7 separate regions of the Mus musculus genome follow, and regions 2, 3, 4, 5, 6 and 7 are each linked to region 1. Evidence: chromatin contacts called from public Hi-C, HiChIP or PLAC-seq and promoter capture Hi-C data. All regions are on one chromosome and are shown on one strand. Each heading gives the region's core, a stretch centred on a gene start, on an enhancer-like site or on the middle of the called end of the contact. The rest is flanking DNA. Distances are from core to core; before and after follow the strand shown. Region 1 holds the start of R3hcc1l (R3H domain and coiled-coil containing 1 like). Region 2 holds the start of Bloc1s2 (biogenesis of lysosomal organelles complex-1, subunit 2). Region 3 holds the start of Chuk (conserved helix-loop-helix ubiquitous kinase). Region 4 holds the start of Cpn1 (carboxypeptidase N, polypeptide 1). Region 5 holds the start of Dnmbp (dynamin binding protein). Region 6 holds the start of Tm9sf3 (transmembrane 9 superfamily member 3). Region 7 holds the start of Cox15 (cytochrome c oxidase assembly protein 15).

The links. Promoter capture Hi-C pulls out the DNA fragments that hold promoters and counts their contacts. A called contact is a pair of places that touch in the nucleus more often than the background predicts. HiChIP or PLAC-seq counts read pairs in DNA pulled down with a chosen protein or histone mark. Capture Hi-C pulls out chosen DNA fragments and counts their contacts.
Region 2: a promoter capture Hi-C map of liver shows a contact between it and region 1, with 4 times the contacts expected there. The contact joins the promoter of Bloc1s2 here to the promoter of R3hcc1l in region 1. A contact is called at or near these places in 2 of 39 promoter capture datasets (liver and pre-B cells) and 1 of 9 other capture datasets (liver).
Region 3: a contact with region 1 is called in a promoter capture Hi-C map of adipose tissue, with 2.8 times the contacts expected there. The contact joins the promoter of Chuk here to the promoter of R3hcc1l in region 1. A contact is called at or near these places in 3 of 39 promoter capture datasets (cranial neural crest, liver and pre-B cells) and 1 of 9 other capture datasets (adipose tissue).
Region 4: a contact with region 1 is called in a promoter capture Hi-C map of liver, with 5 times the contacts expected there. The contact joins the promoter of Cpn1 here to the promoter of R3hcc1l in region 1.
Region 5: a FOXA1 HiChIP or PLAC-seq map of pancreatic cancer cells shows a contact between it and region 1. The contact joins the promoter of Dnmbp here to the promoter of R3hcc1l in region 1. A contact is called at or near these places in 1 of 39 promoter capture datasets (liver), 1 of 115 datasets of contacts at active chromatin or transcription factors (pancreatic cancer cells) and 1 of 9 other capture datasets (liver).
Region 6: a contact with region 1 is called in a Hi-C map of CD8 T cells, with 5 times the contacts expected there. The contact joins the promoter of Tm9sf3 here to the promoter of R3hcc1l in region 1. A contact is called at or near these places in 1 of 39 promoter capture datasets (liver), 2 of 484 Hi-C or Micro-C datasets (CD4 T cells and CD8 T cells), 3 of 115 datasets of contacts at active chromatin or transcription factors (extraembryonic endoderm stem cells, microglia and thymic regulatory T cells) and 2 of 9 other capture datasets (adipose tissue and liver).
Region 7: a contact with region 1 is called in a promoter capture Hi-C map of liver, with 2.3 times the contacts expected there. The contact joins the promoter of Cox15 here to the promoter of R3hcc1l in region 1. A contact is called at or near these places in 2 of 39 promoter capture datasets (embryonic stem cells and hippocampal neurons), 1 of 484 Hi-C or Micro-C datasets (CD4 T cells) and 1 of 9 other capture datasets (liver).

The regions. Positions count from the first base shown.
Region 1 is chr19:42,517,523-42,520,116 of GRCm38.p6, forward strand. R3hcc1l (R3H domain and coiled-coil containing 1 like) reads left to right here and starts at 1,283. Exons shown (of 7, transcript NM_177464.4): 1 at 1,283-1,335.
Region 2 is chr19:44,145,132-44,147,725 of GRCm38.p6, forward strand. Bloc1s2 (biogenesis of lysosomal organelles complex-1, subunit 2) reads right to left here and starts at 1,315. Exons shown (of 5, transcript NM_028607.1): 1 at 1,228-1,315; 2 at 810-926. The coding sequence starts at 1,285. Pkd2l1 (polycystic kidney disease 2-like 1) reads right to left here. Exons shown (of 15, transcript NM_181422.3): 15 at 2,506-2,594.
Region 3 is chr19:44,106,176-44,108,769 of GRCm38.p6, forward strand. Chuk (conserved helix-loop-helix ubiquitous kinase) reads right to left here and starts at 1,302. Exons shown (of 21, transcript NM_007700.2): 1 at 1,113-1,302. The coding sequence starts at 1,217. Cwf19l1 (CWF19-like 1, cell cycle control (S. pombe)) reads right to left here. Exons shown (of 14, transcript NM_001081077.1): 14 at 2,462-2,594.
Region 4 is chr19:43,985,203-43,987,796 of GRCm38.p6, forward strand. It overlaps Cpn1 (carboxypeptidase N, polypeptide 1), which reads right to left and starts at 1,318. Exons shown (of 9, transcript NM_030703.2): 1 at 864-1,318. The coding sequence starts at 1,086.
Region 5 is chr19:43,938,882-43,941,475 of GRCm38.p6, forward strand. It overlaps Dnmbp (dynamin binding protein), which reads right to left and starts at 1,317. Exons shown (of 16, transcript NM_028029.4): 1 at 1,236-1,317.
Region 6 is chr19:41,262,703-41,265,296 of GRCm38.p6, forward strand. Tm9sf3 (transmembrane 9 superfamily member 3) reads right to left here and starts at 1,302. Exons shown (of 15, transcript NM_133352.2): 1 at 1,057-1,302. The coding sequence starts at 1,152.
Region 7 is chr19:43,751,680-43,754,273 of GRCm38.p6, forward strand. Cox15 (cytochrome c oxidase assembly protein 15) reads right to left here and starts at 1,321. Exons shown (of 9, transcript NM_144874.4): 1 at 1,143-1,321. The coding sequence starts at 1,232. It overlaps Cutc (cutC copper transporter), which reads left to right and starts at 1,344. Exons shown (of 9, transcript NM_001113562.1): 1 at 1,344-1,541. The coding sequence starts at 1,484.

The DNA.
Region 1 (2,594 bases), core at 33-2,532:
CCATTGTAAGCAATAATATACAACCATTTTGCTGAGTGGTCAGCTCACCCGAGGGGGAAACTTTTTAGGAAGGCTCACATCTAACCTATCCCATAATCAGATCTGGTAAGGGATGGGAAGGAGAGTAGTGGATTGGGAACTACTATTTTGTAAAAGCTCCAAGGTGTTCACCTTCATTCCTTCTCTCAAACTCAATCGAATGGTGTCTTTACAGGGTTTTAACACAAACACGACTTGATTAAATTTGTTATTTACACAACTCGGCCTTTGGCAGTAAGGACCCCACAGCCGTACTGAGATCAGTAAGGAGAACAGTAATCAGCTAAGAAACTAAGCAAGTGGGAATTAAGTATCTGGCAGTGGAAATAAAGAACAGACTCAAATGCTAGAGAGAGAGCCTCTACAGGGTTTGGTTAGCATTCAAATGTAGATGAAGAGGCATTGGAGATAGATGGGAAGGCAGTGAACAGAGAGGAGAGACACAGTATGAACTTTTCAAATATTTCTTTTTTTCTTGTATAGTTCCGAGATCGAATCCTGGGCACTTCACCTGTTTGCCAATCACAGGGCTATACCATTCGCGCCACCAAAGCGTTCAAGCCATTTTTTGACAAGTCTGCAAGATAGGAATGAGATAGGGTCGTCTAGAAGTTGGGAGTACGATAAGCTAAAGCAAAAAAAGGGGCCGGGCTGGACGCTCCCCTTCCTTATTCTAAGAATTGCAGAGAACAATATTCAAGAGGTGAGTTCGGGGGGGGGGGGGAGAATTACAGGAAGAGACCGAGTCGAACGGCATGGAATGAGGAAGGCAAAGCTGGATAGTGTCATAGAAAATAAATGATAATGTCCAAGAGCTTCAATGACTAATGCTTAAGTTAGACAGCCTGAAAATACTTGCAGTGGGTTTGGCGACAAGGACACTGGCTGCAACAAGGACATTTTCTGCGGGGGGCAGAAGCTGCAGTGTAGAACTCAGCACACACAAGGAAGGAAGTAGAGACGCTAAGTGCAGATTACGCTCGAAGAAACTCGCCCGTGGACGAGGAAAGAGACACGGTTATGATTGAGCAGGACGTGAGAAGATTTGAGCGCTTTCACAGCTGAGGGTTGAGATGGAGGATGGACGATACAGGAGATAGAGGAGCGTCAACGCCCTCCCGCCCTCTCCATTTGCCGGCCCCGCCCCCCACGCGACGCGACAGGGGCTCGCGAAGACTACAACTCCCAGGAGGTCCCGCGGCGTGGGCGGAGCCAAGGCCTGGCGCGCACCCCAGCGGCGAGCGGAAGAGCAGGCGCTTCATGGTGGCAGCGGAAGCGGAGAGCGACAGCGTCCCGGTAACCACGAACCCTTGAACCCGATTCTTTCTCTCCCTGAGCTGGTGCTGGTTGCCCTCGCGTCTTTCCTCCGGCTCGGGAGAGGACCCTCTTTCCTCCTGTGTGTTAACGCTGGTTTTCTTTTCCTCCGGTGACGCGCGGGGCAGGCCCCCGCCTGGGGCGGAGGTTATTGGGAAGCTTCCGCCCTTCGACCTGTTGGAGCCCCGGGGCGGGAGGGCCACCCTCCGGTCTCTTCTGTTTTCTAAGGGGCCGGAGGCCTGCCTTGGGCCTCTGCCCTAATGCTTCTTTCTGGTAGAAATCGTCTCCAGTCACCAGGTAGCGAGCGGGGTCTTAGGACCCCTCTGGGCTGCGGAGCTGTGGACCACCGAGGTGGCTTCGGGACAGCCCGGGGCCGCGGGCGATTCCCGGGCAGTGGCACTTCTGCTCCGCTGCTAGGACCCCCGGGCTATGGGCTGGCCGGGAACAGTTTGTAAAGTAGGATGTTCTTCCTGCTCTTCTCGGGCGGTCCTCAGAAAACTTCCAACCCACTTTATCGAAAGTTGTCTTACAAACTTTTTTTTCGTCGCATCTGAGTTGTGAGGGAAAGAGTACGGGGTTTATAGAGTCTGAATCCTGAGAGGATGATGGGTTGGCCACTTGATGGACCTGTGGTCTTTTGTAGTCCTATTACCACCACCTTGGTTTCTCTGTCTGGAAAAAAAAAGAGGGGGTGCAGGGTCTTTTGTACTATGCTTTTCAGTGTTATGATCTATGTGTGAGACGTTTGTGCTAGAAAACATTTAAAATAAAGTTCCTGTACCCTCTCTTGTGTGGTCCAGGTCAGTTGGATTTTAAAATCAACGGTCATGTCTTTATGAAGACCGGAGTTAATGGTGTCTTTAGAAACTGCGATGAAACCTACAAGTGTTAAAGCAAGGTTTCAAGCGGAGAGGTGACATTAGGGCTTGACCACCTGTGGAATCGGTGTCAAACTTCGAGGCCCATCAGCATGCGACACACAGCCAGCTGCCCCTGTTGCTCGGTTTCCGCTCTTGGAAGCACTACACATGACAAGCATCCCCTAAGACTTAGAGCTCCCGAAGCTTGGTGCTGAACCACCAGTGTCTAGGGTTTGTGGGTTGCAGGCACTACTTACTCATGTAATAATAGCTGCCTGAGCTATTTAGCGCAGGGTTGAGGTGTCTGTAGTTCATTGGTAAGATTGCATAAGGCTCTGAATTCTCTCCCTAGTAGTAACCACAACAACAATAACAAGCAAC
Region 2 (2,594 bases), core at 65-2,564, 1.6 Mb after region 1:
TCTCTCTTGCTCAAAAATAAGTGAACGATCAGGCAGAGAAAATCTGCGACTTACAACCCCCCAACTTCTCTACTAAACCTTTCCTCATAGATCCTGGTTCACAAATTGGGCTCACAGAAAAATTTCCTGGGGTGGGGCCTGTGAGAGGGCCCTTGCTACCAAGCCTGAAGATCAGAGCGTGGTCCTCGTGACCTACGTGGTCTAAGAAGAGGACCAACTCTCGAAAGTCGTTCTAAGCCACACACACACACACACACAGAGAGAGAGAGAGAGAGAGAGAGAGAGTAATTTTTTCACAGAGCAGTGAAACAGTATAAGTTCTTATGTCACCCCAGAAGGTCCAGCCTCTGCTTTCTGACTCTGCCTCAGACACAGACACAGATGCAGACGCAGGGACACTGAACTAAAATCTAACCGTGTCCCACGGGTGGGTCAGCAAATCTTCAGACTAACCTTCAGGTTTCATCAAATGCTTGCTTACTCCAGCTCTTTTACTAACTGGACTGTTTCACGTACCCCCCCCCTTCCATTTCCTTCACAACTCTGCTTAAAATATACTTCTCCCCCGGCGGGGCACTTCTGGACTAACAGTGTGGAATTCTTGTTGTTGGCCTTTATGACAAGAGGCCTGCAGATTTGTGTTTCAAAAGTGGTTGGTGTGCTTCCCTGGGGAAAGACAAGGGGGAGAGCGGCTCCTTTCCTCCCATTCAACCATGGACTGACCAGAGGCTGCTAAAGCACCATTCAGATTTCCGTGAAGTCAAATGCAAATACACAGCTGGGATCAGCCAGAAGGGGTTGCGTATCACCTGTCAGTTCCCCAGTCAAATATGTGGCCATTTTGGAGAACATGTCCCGGCAGAGCTCATTGATGTCAGCTTCGGCAGGCTCCTTTGCTTCCTCGGCTGTCTCCACCGCAGCATCATCTGGCAAGGTGTGGGTGGGAGGTGAGGAGTAAACGTCCTATCCCCAGACCTAATCCAGCCAAAGCGGACGGTTCCTAAGTCCCTCCCGACTTGGGCTCCCGCCGCCTTCGTTCTCCTCCTGCCACCATCCCGTCCCTTCTCCTCGCACCCGCCCACCTGAAACGCCAACTCCGTTCCCATGCTCAGGAGCTAGGCTTTCGTCTCAGTGCCCTGACTGCGGTAGACAGGTCCACCGGCTCCTGCATCCGGACCTAGCCTCCCCACCATCAGCCGCCGCATCTCCATCCACACAGGGTAGTACCTCGAGGTGGCTGCTCCTCCCGTCGCGTCGCCGGGACGCCCTCCGCAGCCGCCGCCATGCCCGACCCAAGGCTGCTTCCGGTTCTAAGGGCATCTGCGCGTGCGCCCCGCGGGTGCCCCGCCCCGCCGCTTGCTCACAGCTTCCTTGCTTTGATCGGCTTGCCCAAGTCACACCTCAAATAAGGACCTTTTATCAAAGTCCAAGCATGAAGCTGAAACTGAAGCTAAGGCTATTGCGAATTAGCCCGTTACTGAGATCACAGTACCTGGTTGGCAATGCGTTCGTCCCTGCAGCCACACTCTAGAACGGTCACTTGTGCCAGCCACGGCCTGTCTTGGGTTGTGGACCCATCATAACATGTCAGCTAAAGTTATTGGAGAGAGGTGGCCTCCTCCCCAGACACCAGCACCCTGACATGTTTTGTTCATCAAAGAATTGTTCAGGGATTCGCTTTTACAGGGTGTCTCCCACAAGATTTCGGCCTTGAATCTTCTTTTTTTTTTTTTTTGGTTTTTCGAGACAGGATTTTTCTGTGTAGCCCTGGCTGTCTTGGAACTCACTTTGTAGACCAGGCTGGCCTCAAACTCAGAAATCAGGGATTAAAGGCATGTGCCACCACCGCCCGGCTTTGGCCTTGATTCTTGATGGAATCTCCCTTACCTTTCCCATAGGCCTTGGACTAGTATCAACTCTCTGACTCACATCTCTTGAAGTGCAAGCTAGCCCCTAATGTTTAGTTGAAAGGACCTCTCTTGAAGGAAACTTCCGACGTCACTGACACATAGGTTATCTTGATTATACTTAGTTGTTGCACGCGTCTAGCGGGTTTACGGAATGCTTGGGGGAGGGGGGTGGTGAGAACAGGTGGGGGTGACAGGGATGAATAGAAGGCTCAGTGTGAGGGAATGAGAGTCACTGGAGAGGGGGAAAGAGGTGTGTAAGGGTTTTCAGGATGCAGGCTCCTGAGCATCCAAAATCTTAAGTGTAGAGTTTTTGACTAAGTTTAACTTAGTCTTGGTTATCCTCTAATCTCCTCTCTGAAGACTGATTCTCCCTAGACTGATTCTCCTTCTCTCCACTCCTTTCTATAGGATAATCAAAGTACCCGCCGTTTCAAACATTCCTATGAACCAAGGCTTCTTATTTCAAGATTGCTGGGAGAAGCAACCTCCCTGAGATTGACATGGCCCCCAGTACATTCCAGAGAGTGTACAACAATGTCTTACACTCTTATCCTTCTCTCTTCTCTCAATAGCCCCAGAAGGAAATGCAAAGACGTGGTTTTCTAAAGAATTTTATTGCTAATCACCTTGGAACCTCACATTGTCCTATGACGAAGAGAGCCAGAGACCACCACATATTAGTCC
Region 3 (2,594 bases), core at 52-2,551, 1.6 Mb after region 1:
TCATATATGATGTTCCAGAACACCATTTTTATCTTACTGCTCCTTTTATAAAAGTCCAAGTAATGAGGGTTGCCATAACTTGACAGTGGAGAGCTATCAGCGGAATTACAGTACCTATCTTGTACTTCCTAACGTCTCTGTTACCATCTGACTCAACTCTCAAGCAGGCCCAGAATGTATGTATATTCTTCTAAATATTTTACAGTCAACAAATCCTATACTACAATGATTGGTGTTCAAGATCTATTCCTTACACCCTTCAGGAAAGCAAAACCCTCACTAATAATGCACTGGCTTGTATTGATATGATTTTTTTTTCCGGAGAAAAGATGCGTTTTACTGACTTTTCAAAAGACCCACAACTCAAACATGATTAACTAGGGCTGAGGCTGTAACCCAACGGTAGACCATTTGCCTAGCATGTGCAAGGTCCTGTGTTCCACCCCGAACATTAACAACAACACGTTAAAGTAAGAAAAGTGACTGTTAGTTTGAAAACCTTTTAAGGACAGGAATAACTGCTGTTGTAACGGTTACATGTTCTTCGATAAATCAAAACAAATTTCCTGAGCCTGATCTTAGCTGTCTTCTGCAGAACAAACCCCTCTATTTTCTTTCCTCCGAAGCAAGGATCGATTTCATCATCTTACCCTCACCCTGGTTTTTACCTGAAACGCTCCAATTCCAAAGTCTGTCAATGTTTCCCAAGGGTCAACTCTGGACACACCCGTAAGGTTTCTCGTCTAGTCCAGTCTCCAGTGGATCACACCGCTCGCTCCCGAGGGAGTGTGAGCAGGCACACGGAGACACACACAACACACATACACAAAACACACAACACGCATCGGCACTCGACTTTGTACAGACTCCTCATCACCACACACAGCTGCAACAGCTGCCTGTCACTCACTGCCCGGGGACCTCCGACACACCTGGACCGCGGCCACCCAGGCTCACAAGCGCAGGATGCTCCATCGCTCGCCCTCGCTCACTGCCCCAGCCCCCAGCCCCGTCCAGGGTCGCGACCACCACTCCTCCCACCTTGACTGACAGCTCGGGTCCCAGGGACGCCCAGACAGAGCCCGCGCCACGGCTCCCGCCCCCCGCCTCACCCGGTGCTGGTACAGACTGACGTTCCCGAAACCGCCGGTGCCAAGCCGTTCCCGCATCTCCCAGGGGCCGCCCGCGCCCGGCCGCAGCCCCGGGGGCCGCTCCATGGGGCGGGAGCGCCAGCCGCCTCAGGCAACGCCGCCGGTCTAAGGCCGGTTCCGGGCCGCCGAGGCTTGCGGAGTCCTCCGTCTCGCGAGACTGCGTCACTTCCGCTAGCTTCCGCATGCAGAGTCCCGCCCCGAGCTCCTGGAATCACCCTGGGATTGGTGCTGCCGGAAACTGGGCACCAGCGGCTTGCCCTGGGCAACTTCCAACCTGCGAGGACCATCGTGCGTGCGGTTCCTATTTATTTTATTTTTGTTTGTATAGATATTTTTTAATTAGTTCTTTGAAGGTTTCATACAACGTGTTTTTATTTAAAATAGATCTCTCTCCAAACTCTAAAATCCACATTGTCCCTACCTCATTCACATTTCATCTTTTTGAGAGCCCTGCCCTCTGCCCCTCGAATCCTACCACACTCGCCGGTCGGCACCGGTTAAGGCCACCATAAGTATTAAAGAAAACTGCGCTAACCGCCCTGTTGATTCATTAGCCTTGTAAATCAGAATCTCTCCATAATCCCAAACCAACCAAGGATGTGACTTATTCCAGAGTGAAAACTCTTCTTCGCGACTTCGTGAGTCTCCCTACCGACCTTACTGTTTATCAGCCTTGTTCTCTCCGACTTGAGTTGGAATTGTTTCTGAGGTGCACCACAGGGCTATAAAGACAAGCCTGGAGGAGCTCTCGGTCCAGAGAGGCATACTTCTGAGTGGTGGGCTGCACAGGGAAAGCCAACCCACCTAGCCATTTGAGTGGGTTATCCACTTCATGGACTCTAGGTGTCCTGTTCTGAGACAGGATCTCAATACAGTCCAGCCTGGACTAGAACGTATTTCTCCGTCTTTCCAAGACTGGGATTACAAGCTTGTACCGGGCTGAAGCTAGCGATGCTAATAACTCAAAAGTGTAAGAGTCAGCATAAAATCAAATTCTCAACGTCAGCATGCAATTCGATGTTGTGGGTCACTAATAGTGAGTGGTATTCGATAAACTGGTTTCTATTATTTTCATATCTTTCATGGAATTGGAATATTAAACTTGAAGGTAATAGAAATGAGGCTCTGAGAGAGCATCTTTAGAGCAGAGGAGACGGTCATGTAACAGGATGAAACCTCATTTGCTGTGTATGGTAGAGCCAGGAGTGACAGGTGGGATGCAGTTTCATAATTTGTACTCGAGGGATGCTGAAAACTCCAGCCAAGATAATTCTGTCTAAATTACTCAAACTGGTTTCTACAGTGAGTTTGCTTTTTAAATATTCTATAATTAAAATGCAACTCAAGGTTTATTGCTATAGCCCTGTTTGACTTGGAACTCATTATGTAGACCAGGCTGGCCTTAAAACTCACTGGTCTGCCTGCAGAATGCTAAGATTAAAG
Region 4 (2,594 bases), core at 68-2,567, 1.5 Mb after region 1:
AAACAGCTAACGAAAACAAGGGACTAGCACACTACACAACCAAGAATGGTGCCGTCAAGCTGTGTTGACGACACAGATGAAGAACTGAGAAAAGCGGGGGACATTTTCCCATTTTGTATTTGAGATGTAGGATTGCATCATGTGTCTGAGAAGAGAGATGCCAGTCTATGTAAATACTAGGTATCAGTGAGTGCTGGGGTCCCTCTTCGTTTTCTTAGTTTTGCCTCTTCTGGTTTCTAGTTTGTTTGTTTGTTTGTTTCAGCTGGTGAGTTGCTTTTGGCTTTTTTTGTTTGTTTGTTTTCTTTTTTAAATGTTTCCAGGCTGGTCATGAACTAATTTTTGAAGCAAACACAGATTGCTTTGATAACAGAAGCAGACTAACAATAAAGCAGCAAGCTAATATCCCAACCCCCAAAATCTCTCTAGCACATCATGCTGGATCAATATGGTTCCTGGAAAGGACGCACCTGATCTCCCAGGAGAACTAGGAGGACAACCATTTCTGCCCTGATCCCAAGTCTTTGGGTCTTGGTAGAGGGAGTGAGAGAAAAAGATGGGGGGGGGGCGGGGGGGGGAGGAGGAGAGGGGGCCGGGAACAGGAGGAAGACGGGCTTTACCCATGGAGTTCTGAGCAAACAGAACTCAGAAAAGAGGAATGTGTTGGAGCCTGAACTGGGGTCGCAGCTCCCCGGGGCCTAGGGGAGCTTGAGAACCAAGTGGGGCCACCTGCCTTCTTCTTGGGTGGAGGAAGAGGTAAATACATTGTACATGGAGTTCTCCACTGGGGCAGTGAACACTCTATCTGGATTTGTAGAGGAAGGGAGTTCTTTGCCCAACACGCCCCCAAAACACTCAAGACTTACAGGGTTCATGGATCCCAGGGTAGTCGCTAAACTCCAGCACGTAGAGGTACCTCCCCTTCACACTGCGCCCGATGTTGTAGAGCCGCGTGATGTCCGGGCATTGGTTGTGCACCTTGTACAGCGTCCGCACGAGGTCGTCGTAGCGGTGGTGACGAAAGGTCACCGGGGTAACAAACTTGGAGAGGAGGAGGAGGGGCAGGAAGGCTGAGGGCAGGTCTGGCATCTCGCGGAGCTTCTAAGGGGCTCTGAAATGTGCCCTCCCGCTCTCTAAGCAATCCTTTGCCAGTCTGGATCCAGAGCACAGAGTAACCAGCCTTGCACTCGCCGCACCTGCAGGAGACTGGGGACCCGCCTCTGCTATGCTGGGAATTATTCCTGTGGCCCCAGGATAGCCACAATACCCTCCGGGCTCATTTCTCTTCCTCCTCCTAAATCTGGAAGCCCTTTTGGAAGGATTCGGCGCATCCCCACTTTGAGAGGCTCATTGATTCTGGCTTACTGATTAACTGGACGGTAAACAGGCCTCAAGAAACAGCTGCTTCTAACCCTTTGATTCCCAGGGGCTTTTAAGAGAGTTGGCATGTGCTAGTTACAACTTACAAAGGATCTGCCCCGCTCCCTTTAACCCGTCCCCACCTCGTTCTGAAGCACGACTCTGTCTTGTCTTCCTGGCTCAAAGATCTTAATGGTAAAGCAAACAAATTGAGGAAATGAGGCACCTGCTCGGAGCAAACAATTAGAAATCTCATAGTTGATAATGTATCTGTCAATGATAAATACTTTGTAACAAATGGTAGGAAGATGATCCTATTTCAGCACCGGCATAAGAAAATGGGTTTCTGAGTAGCACTCCGCTAGCTCAGGAAATTAGAATGAGATTCTGCAGTTGTGACTGTAGAAATGTTTTAGTTTCTGCAGAGCAGAGCCTACAGAGCAGGAGAAAATGCCTGCCAGGTATGGATCCAATAGAGAATTAGTACCCAGAATTTAAAGAGCTCGAAAAATTAAATCCCAGGTGGAATGCACTGGCACCCAATTATAATTCTAGCACAAAGAGGCTGGAGGATTGTTGTAAGTTTGAAGCCAGCCTGGTCTTCCAGGCCAGCCAGGGCTAACTGATTATACCTTGTCTCAAAACACAAACAAACAAACAAACAAACAAACAAACAAAACTAAATAGGAGCTAGAGAGACGGTTTCGCAGTTTAAAAGCAAAGGCTGCTTTCCAGAGGACCCAGTTCTACACTCACATGGCAGCTTCACAACTGCCTGTAACTCCAGTTCCAGGGGACCTGACAGCCCCCTCTGGCCTCCACAGGCACCAATCACACACACGATAAACAGGCAAGCATGGGCCCAAAATACCTGTACCCATTGCATTTAAACAACAGCAACAGCAAAACAAAGCAAAAGATCAAACAATCCAACCAACGAGTAAAGGAGCCGAATCGCTGCCTTTTAAATCCAGATGGATAACATCTTTAATAGTCAGGAAAATACAAATGAAAACAAGATTGGAAGTCAGTCTCACACCAGCCAGAATGACTAACGTCAGCAAATGCTGGTGATGACACAGAGAAATGTAAATTAATCCCCAGCCTTTATGGACGCAAGGACGTGTTGTTGCTGTTTTAATTAAAAATAGGACTGCCATATGACCCAGATATCACACTCTTAGATGTATTCCCAAAGAGTTTCAGCACAGCTCAGTGAAACCTTTATATCTAAGTTT
Region 5 (2,594 bases), core at 67-2,566, 1.4 Mb after region 1:
AACATGCAAGTCACTCCCATGCCAGACTTAGCACTTCCCCACTACACACCAAGATCTCTGTCTAGACAAGCCATTGGGTGACATTAACACAGAAACATGAATGACACACACACACACACAACAGGTTTCACTCATTTCAACCCAATATTATGTGAGTGGGGGAGCGGGGAGCGACAGTGAAGTTGAACATCTGCTACATAATTTGTAAAATTAACTTTGTTTTCCTAGGACTTTGTTGTCACCAGGAGGGATCGGCTTCAAATACAAATGAAAGACTTTAGCGGTGGAAGGGCCTGAGAGATCACGAGATTCAGTAGTTTAGGGGGAATGAGGCCCGATGGATACACTAACTTGAACACTACACCTCGACTATGCTTTTCCTACGACTGTTTTATAAATGCAGCCCTAACTGAGAAATCAGGTCTGCTTGCTGCAAAAATCGCCTGTTGATTAGTCAGCTCTATCAGCGGCATGTAACTCGACTAAGCACAGTGGAGTCCAAACTATGCTCCTACCAGAGAATCGGTGTCATCACTAGCTTGTCACCATTATTAATTAGGAAGTTCCACAAGGTGCTCCCAAGACTATAAAAGAAACACTGTCAGACAGGTTACAGAATTTGCCAGCCATAATCCCACATGCGACCTTGCTTTTCAAGTTGGTTTTTCAACACGACCCTGTGCCCTAAAAACACCCTTCGCAGCTCTTAATACACACCACATGCTGTCCTGTCCGGTCACCCCAACACCCCTTTATTCGAGTGACAACCATCCTCCTCTGACACAAGCATGCAATCGTCCTGGGTACCTAAAAACTCCAGTAAGCCAAAACTGCATCTCCAGCTAAATATAAATAGTCCCGGGTTATTTGGGAAACCATCGCTGCCTGGCTGTCACGAAATCCCGGCCTCTCATGCCCACCAGCTGCAGCAGTGACCAGGAGCAGGACTGGGGCTCAGTTCTTCAACTCAAAGCCAAGAGGCAGGGCGGCGCAGTGACAGCGCCCCGGCTGGACACCTCGCCCCCCGGTCCGCGCCCCGGGACGGTCCCTAGGGCTGCTGCCCCCCCCCCCCTGCACCCCCTCGGCCGTGAGTGAAGACAGCGAGGGCCTCGCGTCTCGCGGAGCGCAGCTCAGCGCGACCGAGAGCTGCGCCGCAAGCCCCGCGCGCCCCGCAGGCGACCGTCCCCGCTACCCCACCACCCCGCCACCCCACGGACGCCCGGCCCCGCACCGACCTGCTCTCTGCCGCTCGGCGTTCCCTCCGCGCACAGCCACTGGTGGCCCGGCCGGGCCGCGGTCACCTCCCCTCAGCGGCGGCGGGCGGGCGGGCCGATCCGGGTGACTCCGCGCCGCCCCGCCTCCCTTAGCGCCGCTTCCGTCCGGTGGCCCCCGGCTCCGTTTCCCGCGCTCGCGCCCCCTGGCGGCCGCCTAGCCCGTCGCTCCGCCACGTCAGGGCTCGGGCTCCCAGGGCCTTTCAGGGAAACTGAGGCACGGACTGCGTGGGGGCGTTTAGCGACACACCTCGCTCAGGCTAGGATCCAGATCCCCACGCACTCGCGCTACCGCCAACCTAGAGAACTCAAATTCTCCGCTGCGCGAATTCTCTTACTCCGAGGCGGAGGCTAGCCTTGAACCTTCCATCGTCCTTCACTCCTCCAAGTGCTGGATTACAGGGGAACACCATCAGGTTACTGCCCACTCCTCATCGATTTTTTTTTCTTTTCTCCCGAGCAAAGTCTCACAGGACAATTTTGAGAATTTAAAAGCAAGGAATCACAGAATACTAGAACCAAACGTCCCGGTTTCTGAAAAGTCCCGGAAGACTTCTGACTGTTAAAGATCGCAAGTGCGTGGAGGAGCTGGTGCAAGCGCGGGGACCGACCTAGCAGATTTGAGGAATGCAGGAATCATATATCACTATGCACACACAGCAGAGATAAGGCTTTATTTTAAAATCTCATCAGCTAGATTGTTTCTTGACTCTTCAAAAATCGTAGTAAACTAGACATAGCATAAAGTGTATCGTTTGAACCATTGTCAAGTGTGCGTGCAGTCCATCAGAGTAGGTAAATTCACATTGCTACGCATCCATCATCTTGTCCGGCACCGGGACCCCAACTTCCCAAACTGAAACTGCTCTTATCGTACAGGGACTCCACTCCCAGCGATTCCTAGTCTCTCGTGTCCTTAAGAATTCGTCTACTCTGAAGACCCTCATACATGCAATCTACAATACTTGGCCTTTTGGTGCCTGCCTTATTTTGGTTAGAATAATGCCCTAAGTTTCATCTGTGCTGTTCTATGTGTCGGAATTTCCTTCCTTTTTACTGCTAAATATACTGCGTTGTGTTTAGGCGTTTGTCCTTCACTGGGCATTCGGCGGAGTTTCCCCTTTGGCTACTGTGGCTAAGGCTAGGACCCAAATCGTACACGTATCTGCTGGACCCATTGCTTCCAGTTCTTTGGAGGCTGTACCTAGGGGTGAAACTGCTGCTCACATACATTATTCTCCTCCTTTGCTGTCTGAACACTGAAGGAAGGCATTTTTGTGGTAAAACATAAATATTCCAGATTTTTGTTTTTGAAAGAAATTG
Region 6 (2,594 bases), core at 52-2,551, 1.3 Mb before region 1:
AAAATACAACAGCCTAATTTAGAGTTTTTAATTGGCTAATCAAAACAAAGTTTTGTTCACTACAAACAAAATCTAACGTCTGCCCCTTAAAAGCAGCGTACTCCCATTTTGTCACCGATCAGCTACAGCCAAACGTTCTCCACATATTTTAAATTTAGTAAATACACAACTACTCGGGCAAAAAAAAAAAAATCACAATACAGATAAAAACCTTGAAACAATCTCCAATTTGCCAAGCAATCTTCTAGGTTTATCAGACTTTCCACACTTCCCCGCGTCTACCATTCTGAATAAAAAAATAAATAAGTGAATTCCACAGCGTTACAGCTCTAGGTGAAAGTCACTCCAAGAGTCATTAATAGGCGAGCTTTGATGTGAAGATACAATTAAATAAACCGCCAATCAACTTCAGGCCAAAAGCAAAAGTGAGTGGGGGTGTGGCCTGAGGGCTGGGTGACACAAGGGCAGAGCTGTCCCAGTTAGGGACCGACCACCCGAACAGGGCGTCCTCTGGGCACTCACGGAGCGCGGAGAAAGTTGCAAGGGAGTCCTGGGGACCGAGTGCGTGCAGGGTGAAGACGTGTCCGCGTGTAAACCGTTCACACCTCCACTTCCCTAAAGCTGTCCCCACCCCACGGTTTAAATCCGGTTCGGGCGAGAGGGAGAGAGAAGGGTAGGAAGAGGCCGGAGCCCTGCGCGAAGCGATGGGTATTTCCTGGTTGGCAAGCGCCTGGATCACCACGCATCCATCCTCCGCCGTGCTGTGTGCACAGCGTCCAGTTTCCCGGGTCCAGAGCCCGCTCCGGGCCGATCCCCGGGCAGCAGCCCCGAGAGGCGGAGCTGCGGAGCAAGGCCCAGGCAGCCCCGAGTGCTCGGAAATGCCTCCTCCCAGCTCCCGCGGATCCGGCCCCGCCATGCCCGACCGGAAGGAGCGCTCGGGCGGCCGCGGGGCTGCACCGGGCCCCCCGGGCCTTCGGACCACGCCGGGTCTGGCGGGGCGGCAGGCTTGGGAGCGGGGCTGGGGCGGGGGCGGCCGCGCGGCTCGCTTCGCCTCACCGTGTGTTCGTGCTCGTCAGACCGAGCCCGGGGCAGCAGCAGCAACAACAACGCGGCGGCCGCCGCCACGCCAGGAGCGCCCGGCAGCGGCCTCATCCTCCGCGCTCCCACAGGCCGGGCGCCGGCCCACCGACTCCTCCTCCGCCGCCGCCGCCGATTCACATCCACCGGGCGCGGACAGACGCACGGGGCCCGGGCACAGCCGCTGCCTCCGCCGCCGTCACCGCCCGCTCCGCGCCGCCCCCGCCCCCCGGCCTCCGAGCCTCTTCCTCTGACTCAGCCACGTCATCCGGCCACCCCGGCACACGCCGGAAGTCCTCCCGACGCGGGGCCGCAACCGTCGCCGGCCGTGGGGCGCCGGCGCGCGCAGGCCGCGGGGTTGAAGGGTTCCGAGTCGCCGCTGCTGTGCTGCTTGCTCAGCCTCGGCCTGGACCTGGGCCTGGGCCCTTGCGCGCCCGGCTGCGGGCGGGCTGGGGTGACATCGGCTCAGGCGCCTAGCTCGCCACGGCGTGCGTGAACACCCCTTCCCTCTAACCTCGGGCTCCGCAAGCTTCTTTATGGACGATGATTATTAAACTTGGACAGGGTCGGTTGGGTGTTTAAACATCACCGTGTACTGTTTATAGACTTCTATGCAATCAAGAGATCTGGGCTAAGTTGACATTCTTGTTCATCTGCCTACGTATTGTTTTTCTCAGCCTCAATCATAAATGTGTCCGGAAGTTCCTCAGCACTCCAATCACTTGATCTCATATTCTGTATCTGAGCCGGTAGTAATAAGGAGCTAAGTTTGGTATCTTACTCTTGTAAGCCCCAGCATTCGGGAAGCTGGACTGATTGTTGTTTATTGCATACTTGCTTGGGTTACAGCGTGAGACAAAAGAAGAAAAGAAAACAAAACGAAATAATCGGGTCATAGCGGTGCAGGCATGTAATCCCGGCACCAGGACCGCAGAGGCAGAATTGCAGAAAGATTGGAGCCAACCTTATCTACAGGCTCAGTACCAAGCCTGCCAGGCTACGTAGCAAGGCCCCATCTCAAACCAAAACGTACTACGGACTCAGAAATGATCAGAAGGACACTTCTCTAAATGTGGGACTTAGAGGAAGATTGTCTCATCCATCCGTATCAGGCAGGTTTTGGTATTTGGTCGTGTAATACCTCACAGCCAATATTCTATACCACCATACTGTGCAGAAGTCTGAAGAAGACCCCACTACCAATCTTCCTTCCCTGTCCATTCCCAAGGAGTACCAACATGATTTCCTACCAAGAAATCAAATTATGTCTTTTTTGTCCAAAACACATCTTGAATAGTTAGAACTCATAGTGGAATCATCAGTAATGGTTTCATCTGCCAGGCACTCTGATACTCACACAGACCCTATGCAACAGGTACCTTTAGTGTGTCCACTTACAGAAAAGTGACAGATGCACAGGTTGGGTGACTTGCTGAAAGACTAGACCCAGTTTGCTTCTTTAGTTTGTTAACTGCTAATGTATTACCAACCAGACAGCTCTTTAAAAGGTGAATTAG
Region 7 (2,594 bases), core at 71-2,570, 1.2 Mb after region 1:
TTCTTACTGGGTTCTCAGTCTCTAAATGTGCTATTCCCTCCCACACACTTCCATTTATACTACCCACTGGAGATCGGGGCTGGCATCGTTATGCCCCAGACTTTCCTGGATCTTACAACAGGTTACTGTCACAGCACAAAGTACCTTCCCTACCACAAGCCTTAACACACAGTCATGTATCAGGTGATCTGTCCCTATGCCCCACTAAGCTGGGAGCTCTTCCTCTTGCTCCCTTTGTAGTACTGGGTCCTTACACAGCAAGACCTAATACATATTTGGTACTCGAACTAACAATTGAATGAACTGACTCCTCAAGGGCAGGCACTATGTGGGCATATTTTTTTTTCCAGGAACATAACAAACTCTAGAATTCTCTGGTTTCTCTTCACACCATAAAGATCTTTCACCTTTTACTACTGATTATCAGAGAAGAGAATACATGTCTTCTTTTGAGTCTAACACTAAGAGCAAAAATATGTTGGCCGGGCGGTAGTAGCGCACACCTTTAGTCCCAGCACTCGGGAGGCAGAGGCAGGTGGATTTCTAAGTTCAAGGCCAGCCTGGTCTACAAAGTGAGTTCCAGGACAGCCAGGGCTACACAGAGAAACCCTGTCTCGAAAAACCAAAAAAAAAAAAAAAAAAAAAAAAGTATGTTCAGTTTCCTACTTCTAAGTAACTGGGTATCTTAGACAAGCAACTTAAAGTAAGTCTCAATTTCCTTCACTGTGGAATGGGGCTACATAGGAGTTCCTGACTGCCTGGTGGCTTTTAGCAAAAACCAAATGTGCAAATAAATGCATAAATAAATAAAATAAAAAGAAAAGAAAAATTACTGAGCCTTTATCACGTGCTAAGGGTTTGATGTATATTTAAAATTTTAATCCTTACAAACACCTTGTGTAACAGGTCGTTCTCCCATTCTACAGAAAAGGAAATTGAAACTTAAAAGCTAAGTAAATTGGTCAGTCATACACAGCAGTGGGTAATATTTCCGGATCCGCATTCAGGGAGGTGTCGGGACACAAGGAAATATGTCCTGAAATGAGAAGGCGAGCCGGACTTGCAGGGCGGTCCGTTTACTTTATCCTGGCCTTTTTTATCCCAGCCCGGCTTCCGTGATCCGAGCCAGCAGGAGTGGGTACCTGTGTTCTGGACGCCACCCTAGGGACCAGGAGCCCGACATTGCGGCTCCCCGTCAAGGCCCTCAGGGACGGAAGGAGCAACCGTTGCATGCTGACAGTACAGCGCCACTGCCGGAGCGCCCCAGCGAGCTGCGGTCCGCTTCTCCGCTCCCGAAAGAACAAGCACTTCCGGGTCAGGCGTCGTGCGCGCCCCCTCGCGCTAGGTTGGCCACTGCGCGTGCACGCACGACTCCCTGGGAGGCTGCCGGGCACGGGCGTCGGGGACGCGCCTCCTCCGTCGCTCGCGCGGCCGCGGGGACTCAGTGGAAACCGAAGGCGAGCGAGGGAGGAACGCGGGAAGCATGAAGAAAGGGGCTTCTTGCGAGCGGAAACAGGCGTGGATATCGTCGGGGAAGGCGGGTGCGGAAGGTGGCGGGGCAGGGGGGCGGTCGGCCGGTGGACCCCGGGGTGGGTCCCGGCTTGCCAGGCTTTCCCGCGGTCGAGTTTCTCAGTGCTCCGGAGTCCCGGGCAGTCACGCAGTCCCTCAGCTGCTCCTGGATCCCCGCCAGTCTCGCAAGTGCCCTCAGCGTCCCGCCGCCCCTAGGGCCACAAGAGGGCACCATACCACCTCCCTGTCTCTGTGGTAGATAATAAAAGTGTGGTGACAGCTCTACAACCTAGAGCTGCCACCGAGGGTGGCGAGTGGGATCCGTTCCCACAGCCATTGCGTAACAGATGACTGGTTGCTTCCTGCGGGAGATATGCCTATTAATATGTCAAGACAAATAACTTTTATGAAGGATAAATATCCCTAAACAAAACAGCAAAAGGGGCAATGCTCTGTATTTTGCAAATCTCTTTTAATATCTCACTTGATGGAAGGTAGTTGGATTCTCATACCTGTCTCAGCGTGTTTAAGTGTTCTAAAGCTGCAGTCCGCTCCCAAGAGGCAAATACAGACACAGACTCCCCAAAGCCATCTGGAGTCTCTAACTTTGAGCACTACTGCTTCAAATGTCTTTTTTGATCCCTACTTTTTGCTTTTTGCTCAGGCTCCTGTTGCAACAGTTTGTAGACATTCCCATACTTTTGTATGGAGCTCCTGATACTCCTTCAGCATCTTCAGCCCCACTGGTGGGGCTGTTACCAGATTTGTGGAGTTACTGTATTGTTGTTTACGACCATTGGTTAATGTTTGAATCCTAATCTATGGGACTGATAGTCTTTTATTAAATCAATGACTATTGCAACTTATTAGGAGGTGACAGATTTTTGTTTGTTTCTCCAAGTAATCTTTCATCATAAAAGCAATATCAGGTAGAAGAAGTCAAGCAATATAGAAAGGTAAAAATAATTCCAAATTCATTGCCCAGGAGTAACCACTATTAGAATGTGGTGACTGTTCTCGCAGAGATCAATACATGAAGCATGAATTAAACACTTTAAAAGTGTGTTGGTAATTATTGTGTGGGG